Linked DNA regions of Sus scrofa: region 2 is linked to region 1. Evidence: chromatin contacts called from public Hi-C data. All regions are on one chromosome and are shown on one strand. Each heading gives the region's core, a stretch centred on a gene start, on an enhancer-like site or on the middle of the called end of the contact. The rest is flanking DNA. Distances are from core to core; before and after follow the strand shown.

Region 1 (3,548 bases), core at 468-2,967:
CCAACAGCATGTTGAAATTCCCTGGCCAGGGACTGAACCTGCAGCACAGCAGTGACCTGAGCCACTGCAGTGACAATGCAGGATCCTTAACCTGCTGTGCCAAAAGAAAACTCCAAAGTAAAGTATTTTCAATGTTAAAAAAAAAAAAAAAGAAAAGAAAAAAAGAAAAAGAAAGGAAAAAAGGAGTTCGCTGGTTGCCTAGCAGTTGAGGATTCATCATTGTCACTGCTGTGGTATGGGTTTAATCCCTTGCCTGGAAAATTCTTCATGCCTTGGGTGCAGCCAAAGAAAGAAAGAAAGAAAGAAATTTTGTCATTTACAACCACATGGATGGACTTGGAGGGCATTATGCTAGGTGAAATGAGTTAGAGAAAGACAAATACTGTGTGATATCACTTATATGTGATAATTTAAAAAATAAAACAAATTAGTGAATGTAAGAAAAAAAGAAACAGACTCACAGATATAGAGAACAAACTAGTGGTTACCAGTGGGGAGGGGTAAGGAGGAGGGGTGGGAAAGGGGTGGGGGAATAAGAGGTACAAACTATTAAGTATAAAATAAATGACAAGGATATATTGCACAACACAGGGAATATAGCCAATATTTAATTACAATTATAAATGGAGTATAACCTTAAAAAATTATGAATCATTATATTGTATACCTATACCCTACCCAATATTATACATCAACTATACCTCAATTTTTAAAAAAAGACAAAGAGCTGTAAGACAGTCAGGGCAAGATGTGGCATCACTAAGGGATTGTCTCCCCAAGATTGTCACTTTTTTGCCAACTTGTCGCCCCTCTTGATATCAGATTGAACAAAAATTTTACCCGAAGGATGGTAAACCATTCTAGCAAAGGAGTAAATGGTTTTAGTTTAAAATTAATATAAATTGGAGAGTTCCCATGGTGGTGAAGCAGTAACGACTTCGACTAGTATCCATGAGTAGTATGTGGGTTCGCTCCCTGGCCTTCCTCAATGGGTTAAAGATCCAGCCTTGCCATGAGCTGTGGTGTAGGTCACAGACACGGCTTGTATCTGGTGTTGCTGTGGCTGTGGTATAGGCCAGCAGCTGCAGCCCCAATTTGACCCCTAGTCTGGGAACTTCTATATGCCACAGGTACAGCCCCAAAAAGACCCAAAAAAATTGAAAATTAAAAAAAAAATAAAACAAATATAAATTGGGAGCTAGACTTCTCACTAATTTGTGACTAGTGGCCGGCAGCCCACACTTCCTTCCTTCCCTTCTCCTCTCCTTTTTGTCCTCCCTCCTCCCTCCTTTATGGTGATTAACAGGTTTTAGTGCTTTAAGTAAAAAATGACACCTTTTTGCCCTCTCTGTCCTCTAACGTGGTCTAAGTGCGTCCCCTGCCCAGTGTGACTGAATGGTAACATGACAGTTCCAGGTCTGCCTCCAGGAGATAAGCCTCATCACTTTGTAGTCAGAGCGAGTTGTTTCAGGGGATTATCAACTTCCAGGTTGGGAGTCAGGCAGGCAGGTAAGTGACCCGCAGGAATGCAAGTGGGTGACACGTCAAGCTCAAGGGGAGTTTCCCAGTAAGCTAGCTTCTACTGTGGGAAAGCCCTCCCTTCTAGAAGGACAGGCAGGCTCGCAGTGGGATCAGGTGCTTTGCAGTCTTCTTGGGACCAGGTGTCCAACCACATGTGTGAAATTTCCTGGGAAGTTTCCCAGCAGATTCCTGAGGCGAGCAGGGTAGGACCAAAACAACCCAACTAAAGTCACAGCTGCTGGTCCCTCGAGTCCCTGCACACTCTCTTAAGGGTCCCAGATTTCCATGACTTCAGAGCTGCTGCAGCACAGCCTTCCTGACCCCCCAGGAGCTGTCTTCAGCCCTGGATCATTGAAAAAGAACTAGAAGATGCTGAATTCAGATTTATACTCTGAACAGTCAGCAGAGCTAAGTTCTGAACTATTCTGTTTGTTTTTCTTCCTGTTTGTATTTTGTTTGTTTGGGGTAGGATCATTCTTTATAGGCTGGTCTGTTTTCAATGGTTAACTTATGAATAAACATAATAAATAAACATTCTCACTGGGGGTCTTAGCACATCAGACTCATGATTCAAAAACTCTGAGCCTTAGGAACTAATGACAAGTGCCACATGTCACCTTGTAAAAGTGCTCACATCCCTGGGTCTGTCATGAACACCCTCACGCTCTGGAATAGCAGACTTTCCTCCCAGCACACCAGATCCGGGGTTCCAGCCTCATCAGTGTTTCTTTCTTCACCCTGAGAAGGAGTTGCTCTGACATGGTTTTCTGCTCAAAACATGCAGCCCAGAGGAGGGATGGGTGGACGTGATCCCACTTTATGGTTTTTCCAGTGATCACACTCTTCCTGTGCTCAGACCAGCAAGTCCCTCTGTGCTTTTTGGAAATATGTCTGTCTCAGTTGGAGATAATAATAGAAAGCCACCAACAGTGGGAACCCTAGCCAGGCAGCTGGCTTGTTTGTCGACATAACTCGTGGACTCGGGCTGAGTTGAGATGAGTTTTGTAGGTCAAGAGAGTCACTATGTTTATCTGTCATTAGGGTGCTGACTTAACACTGCATTTTTCTAGTGTTCCTTTTTCGCCTTCTCCCCAAAGGTAGCACCAGCTGTCGGAGTGTTTAAAAAGTACCACACATAGGTTACCAAAGGGATTGTTACATTTTTTTGCATCATTTAAAAAATTGAACAGAATTACAAAAAGGCAAGGCAATCTGTTGATCCTTGTAGAAACCACATAATAAGTACAGGAAAGTTATTTTACTATTTTCTATATTTTTATGTGTTTGAGAGCATTTAAATAAATTTTAAAAAGAGATTCTGACACCCATTTGAAATGACACAGAGACAATCCATATATGTGAATTCTTACTCAGGTACTACTTAGAACTGTCGTTAATGGAACACTTAGCCTTGGCTCTGAGGATCTTCTTTGCGCCAAGCCTTTTCATTCGTGATTTCCAAGCCTCATACCACCCTGCAAACAGAGGACAATTAGTCCAATGTATAAGTGAGACTCACAGAGACCAAATGATTAGCTCAAACCACTTGTCAAGTAACAAGAGTTATAACAGGAATGCAGATTTATCTTTGCTTAATAAGGAGAATTTTCCACAACTCCATGCAATCTTCAGTTTTGTGTGGGTGCAGAGTGTTCAATTCCCTAGCCCATTGATTACCAAGGTCAGAAGTGAGGCAGGGGAAAGCCACGTTTAGCTCCAGACAATTCTCTTTGGAAGAGAATTTAGGAATTCTTCAATTCTTGATTTGAGATTCTTGGATCCCCTCTGACAAAGGGGAGGGGGGCGGGGGAGAAGGAAACTTGTTCCTCCAAGGTGTCTCCTCTTTAGAGGTTGTCTTAAAAAAATGTATTGCTTCTGGGTGGCATAAACCATTACAACATATTCCTAATTCATTCCCTTTAAGCTAATTTATTATGCAGCTTCATTTTTTCCCTGTTGGGAGAGACTGACCTAAGAGCAGGGACATCTCGGGTAGGAGAGTAACTAAGAGGTAATAAAAAGTTGCA
Region 2 (3,548 bases), core at 484-2,983, 420 kb after region 1:
AGTCTCCCATTCCCTTCCTCCACGGGCACACGAAGGTCAAGTCCTGACTGTGTCAGTCCCTGTGGACTCATCTGTCTATCTGCCACAGATGTCTAGCAGCTGACCAAGATAAGAATGGAGTGAATGGGCTTTGGAGCCAGGTGGGCTTGGGTGTAAATTTCAACTTCTGCCATATTTTCAGGGAAAACTCAGGTTTTAGCATGGGGATGGGGGTGAGGAGGTTCGAGTCAGAATCCTGCAGTCTCTGCCAGCCTCTGAGTAGAGGAGGGGTGGGAGCCAGCCGCCAGCCATCCCCATAACAGCAAGGCCTTCCTGCCCCCAGGTGGGGAAAGAGCCCACCGCCGACAGCGGGCAGCACCCAGCTCAAGGGATACAATTTCAGGGCCCAAACAAGACTCAGATGGCTCTGGTCCTCCAAACTCTCTCCCATACACTAGTCCAAAACTCACTTTCAAGGCCCACTGTAACCATCCCTGGGGGTGAGGGAGGGGTGGGGAATGACACGTCACAATGTTTAAAAGAACACTGGGGAGAGCATTAGCATGGAGCCCACCAGGAACCACACTTTAACACCCGATCTGTGGCCTCTGTCTCCTCTTCTTTAACGTATAAAGCTAATAGAATGTGATGACATGACACTGCTGCTCTAGGCACTTTTTATGTACGTTGTCATTCCGAGCTCACAATAGCCTGAGTCCCATTTTCCCCATGAAGCAGGCATGTGGGTGAGGTCACCTAGCCACGGTCACAGGAGCAAAGCTGGACTTGGAACTCAGGCAGTCAGGTGGCAGCGTCCCTGCTCTTGCTTCTTATGGCAATAACGAGGCCTTACTCTCAGGTGAGAGGCCAGACTGAGAGAAGTCCTACATCTAAAGTTTCTGACACGAAACACGAACTCAGTTAATACTATTTTCCTTCCCTGGGCTCTTGGATTTGGGAGGAGGGAGCCACCGTCTGCCTCTCTCTGCAAAGGTTTGTCTTGCGCATGTGGGTGCTTGGTCGGTCTCTGAGAGATGAATGACAGGACAGGTTTTGCCAAGGTGCATGGCAGGAGTGAGGAAAGGGGAGCGCTAGAAATAGAAGTGTGTGTGCACATGCACACACACAGGCTAAGGCTGTGGCAAATGCCATGGTTTTCCTGGGGCCTGACCACCACTCCACTGGCTGCAAGTTTGTGAGGGACTGTGAGGGGGGGCTTTGACGCCTACTGTCCTTTACATCATGGTGTCGGCCGCAGAGCTTCCCAGGAGCCCAAGCAACGGGGAAGCCATCAGGGAGGAGGAGCGACCCCCCCCCCCTGCCACCCCAGCTCTAGTGCCTGGAGGATTAGAGGTTGCTCCTAGGGGTGGCCATGTGTGTGGTGGGTGGAGCTTGGGGGGCCTGGTGAGAGGAAATAGGGCTGTTCTGTATTCTAAGTTAGCCAGGCCCACACCCAAGCAGTGGCTGCCCCCGCCCTGCTCTGGCTTGAGTCAACCACTGGCAAACGGAGAGCGTTTCTTAGCACCAGAAAGGGGTCTCTGTGGGGGCAGAGAGAGCCAGCTCTCTGTGGAAGATCTCCAAGCCCCGCGGGCACAATTCCACCAGAATACAGCCTCACCGACCCAAGCAGTCTGGGCGATGGTTACTGAGGTGCATTCATCTCTGTTTATCAAGATGACACGGGCCAAGGCCATGTGTACCGGGGCCAAAACAAGCAGACCTTGACAGGGCAACATACCAATGTGTTGGTTTCACCACGTTCTCTCCGAATGTCCCTCAGCTCAGTTGACACAGCAGGCTGGGGATGGTGGAAGATGGCCCAGGGACTGCCGCACCCTGCTCCGACGTTAACTGTGTGTTCACAGGCATAGCCTGCGCAGCCAGGGTACAGGGGAGCAAGGCAGAACTTTTCCACAAAGGGGACTCACTGAATCCCAGTGGCTTGGAGGTTTGGGGAGTGGTGGTTTAAAAAAATCCCACCCACTGCTTCAGTTTGCTCTGCTCTTTGTAAGGACAGTCACAACCCCAAACTCCTGGAGACTTTAATCCAGTCCCTGTTTGGTTTCATCCCTCATGACCAGCTGAATTGGGCTTTTCTGAAATGTTCAAGATTTGCAAAGGATAGTTCAGATCCTGATTCCATCACCGGCATTTCAGAAGGGTTCTTAAAATGACAAAATGGTTCCTTTGCACTCTCCACATCTTCATCATTGAATATTTATGAAGTGCCCACACTGGGGTTGCTGTCCAGTTCTGAACCCAGATAAGAGGGGAGGTTCTTTATTCTCTTGGGGGCAGGGTGTGTGTGGGGGTGCTTAGTCAACTGTATATTTCTTTTAACTTCTGAAAGCTTTCCTGTTCCTGGGTGGGGGGAATGTCAGTTTGTTTTTGCAAGAGAAAGAGTAAACTTTTGCTAATGCATAGTGTTTCGTCAATTATCATTTGGGGTTTTCGACAGTGCTTGTTTTCTGAAACTCTCATCACCTCATTTCTTTGCACTAAAAATACTTGAGGCGGTTGAACATTGGTTGAACTCATGACTGTGGCAGTTTGCAAATTGAAGGGATGCTTTCATTTTTTCCGACCCATTCTCTCCTTTTCCACTCCACCCAAAAACAAATCATGCAGATACCGCATTGCTGGAGTGAGTCACCAGGGAATCTATCTCGTGCTGAGTTCTCTGCCATCCGCGGTCCAACACTGCCCCCTCGTGGTCAGAGCATGGTCATCTCTGCGCTCACAGTCTCCTACCCCCATGAGAGCAAGGGCTGCTTGCTGGCCAGTCTTCAGGTGCTGGTGGTTGGAACAGCTTGGGAGGTCCGAGTGGCCTCAGGGTCCCTGGGCACTCAAGGCCATGCTATGTACTCTCCAGGGTGAAAGGCTCTGGGCTGTGGACTTGGCTTTTGCCTCCCATTCGAGACACAGTGCACCAGACTCAAAGTCCTTCCCTAGGAATTGGATGCTTAACTTAGAAAGGTGCACAAACTCTTCCGGGCCTTTGAAGGAGATCCCTCAGTATGGGGCTGGGTTTAAATCACCTCCCTGTTCCCAGAGCCCTGGACCCTCACCTGACATTTGGTAAATACTCCATAAATACTTGGGAATGGACTTCAGTTAGTTTGTCATCAACAGTTATGTTCTAGGCATTTCCATCATGGCACAGTGGAAAGGAATCCAACTAGGAACCATGAGGTTGTGGGTTCGATCCCTGGCCTCGCTCAGGGGTTAAGGATCCAGCATTGCCGTGAGCTGTGGTATAGGATGCAGATCTGGATCTGGCATTGCTGTGGCGTAGGCCAGCGGCTACAGCTCTGATTCAACCCCTAGCCTGGGAAACTCCACATGCCGCGGGCGCAGCCCTGAAAAGCAAAAAAAAAAAAAAAAAGTTCTTAGTACTGACTGTTTTGGGTCCCTGGTTAAGACTAGGCATCTAGAGTGTGTATAAAGGACAGTCCCAGCTCTGATTGGAGTTGTTGAAGAATTAGGCTGGACACAAGAGATGACACTTGCCAGTGTTGTCATTGCTCAAGGAATAACATAGGCAGTAAGCAGCACCAGTGTGTGGGGGA

Evidence for each region. Hi-C and Micro-C count contacts between places; a contact is called where the count stands out from the background.
Region 2: a Hi-C map of skeletal muscle shows a contact between it and region 1, with 3 times the contacts expected there. The contact joins two enhancer-like sites. A contact is called at or near these places in 1 of 47 Hi-C or Micro-C datasets (skeletal muscle) and 1 of 2 datasets of contacts at active chromatin or transcription factors (alveolar macrophages).

Annotation. Positions count from the first base shown.
Region 1 is chr13:96,554,909-96,558,456 of Sscrofa11.1, forward strand. No RefSeq gene overlaps it. Among named protein-coding and RNA genes, the nearest start is that of TIPARP, 60 kb to the left of the region's middle. Within about 2 kb of position 1,718, at least 2 of the 83 cell types and tissues checked have an H3K27ac peak or open chromatin away from gene starts, as enhancers often do. A contact at or near this core is called in skeletal muscle, where this site is marked.
Region 2 is chr13:96,971,023-96,974,570 of Sscrofa11.1, forward strand. No RefSeq gene overlaps it. Among named protein-coding and RNA genes, the nearest start is that of CCNL1, 32 kb to the right of the region's middle. Within about 2 kb of position 1,734, at least 20 of the 83 cell types and tissues checked have an H3K27ac peak or open chromatin away from gene starts, as enhancers often do. A contact at or near this core is called in skeletal muscle, where this site is marked.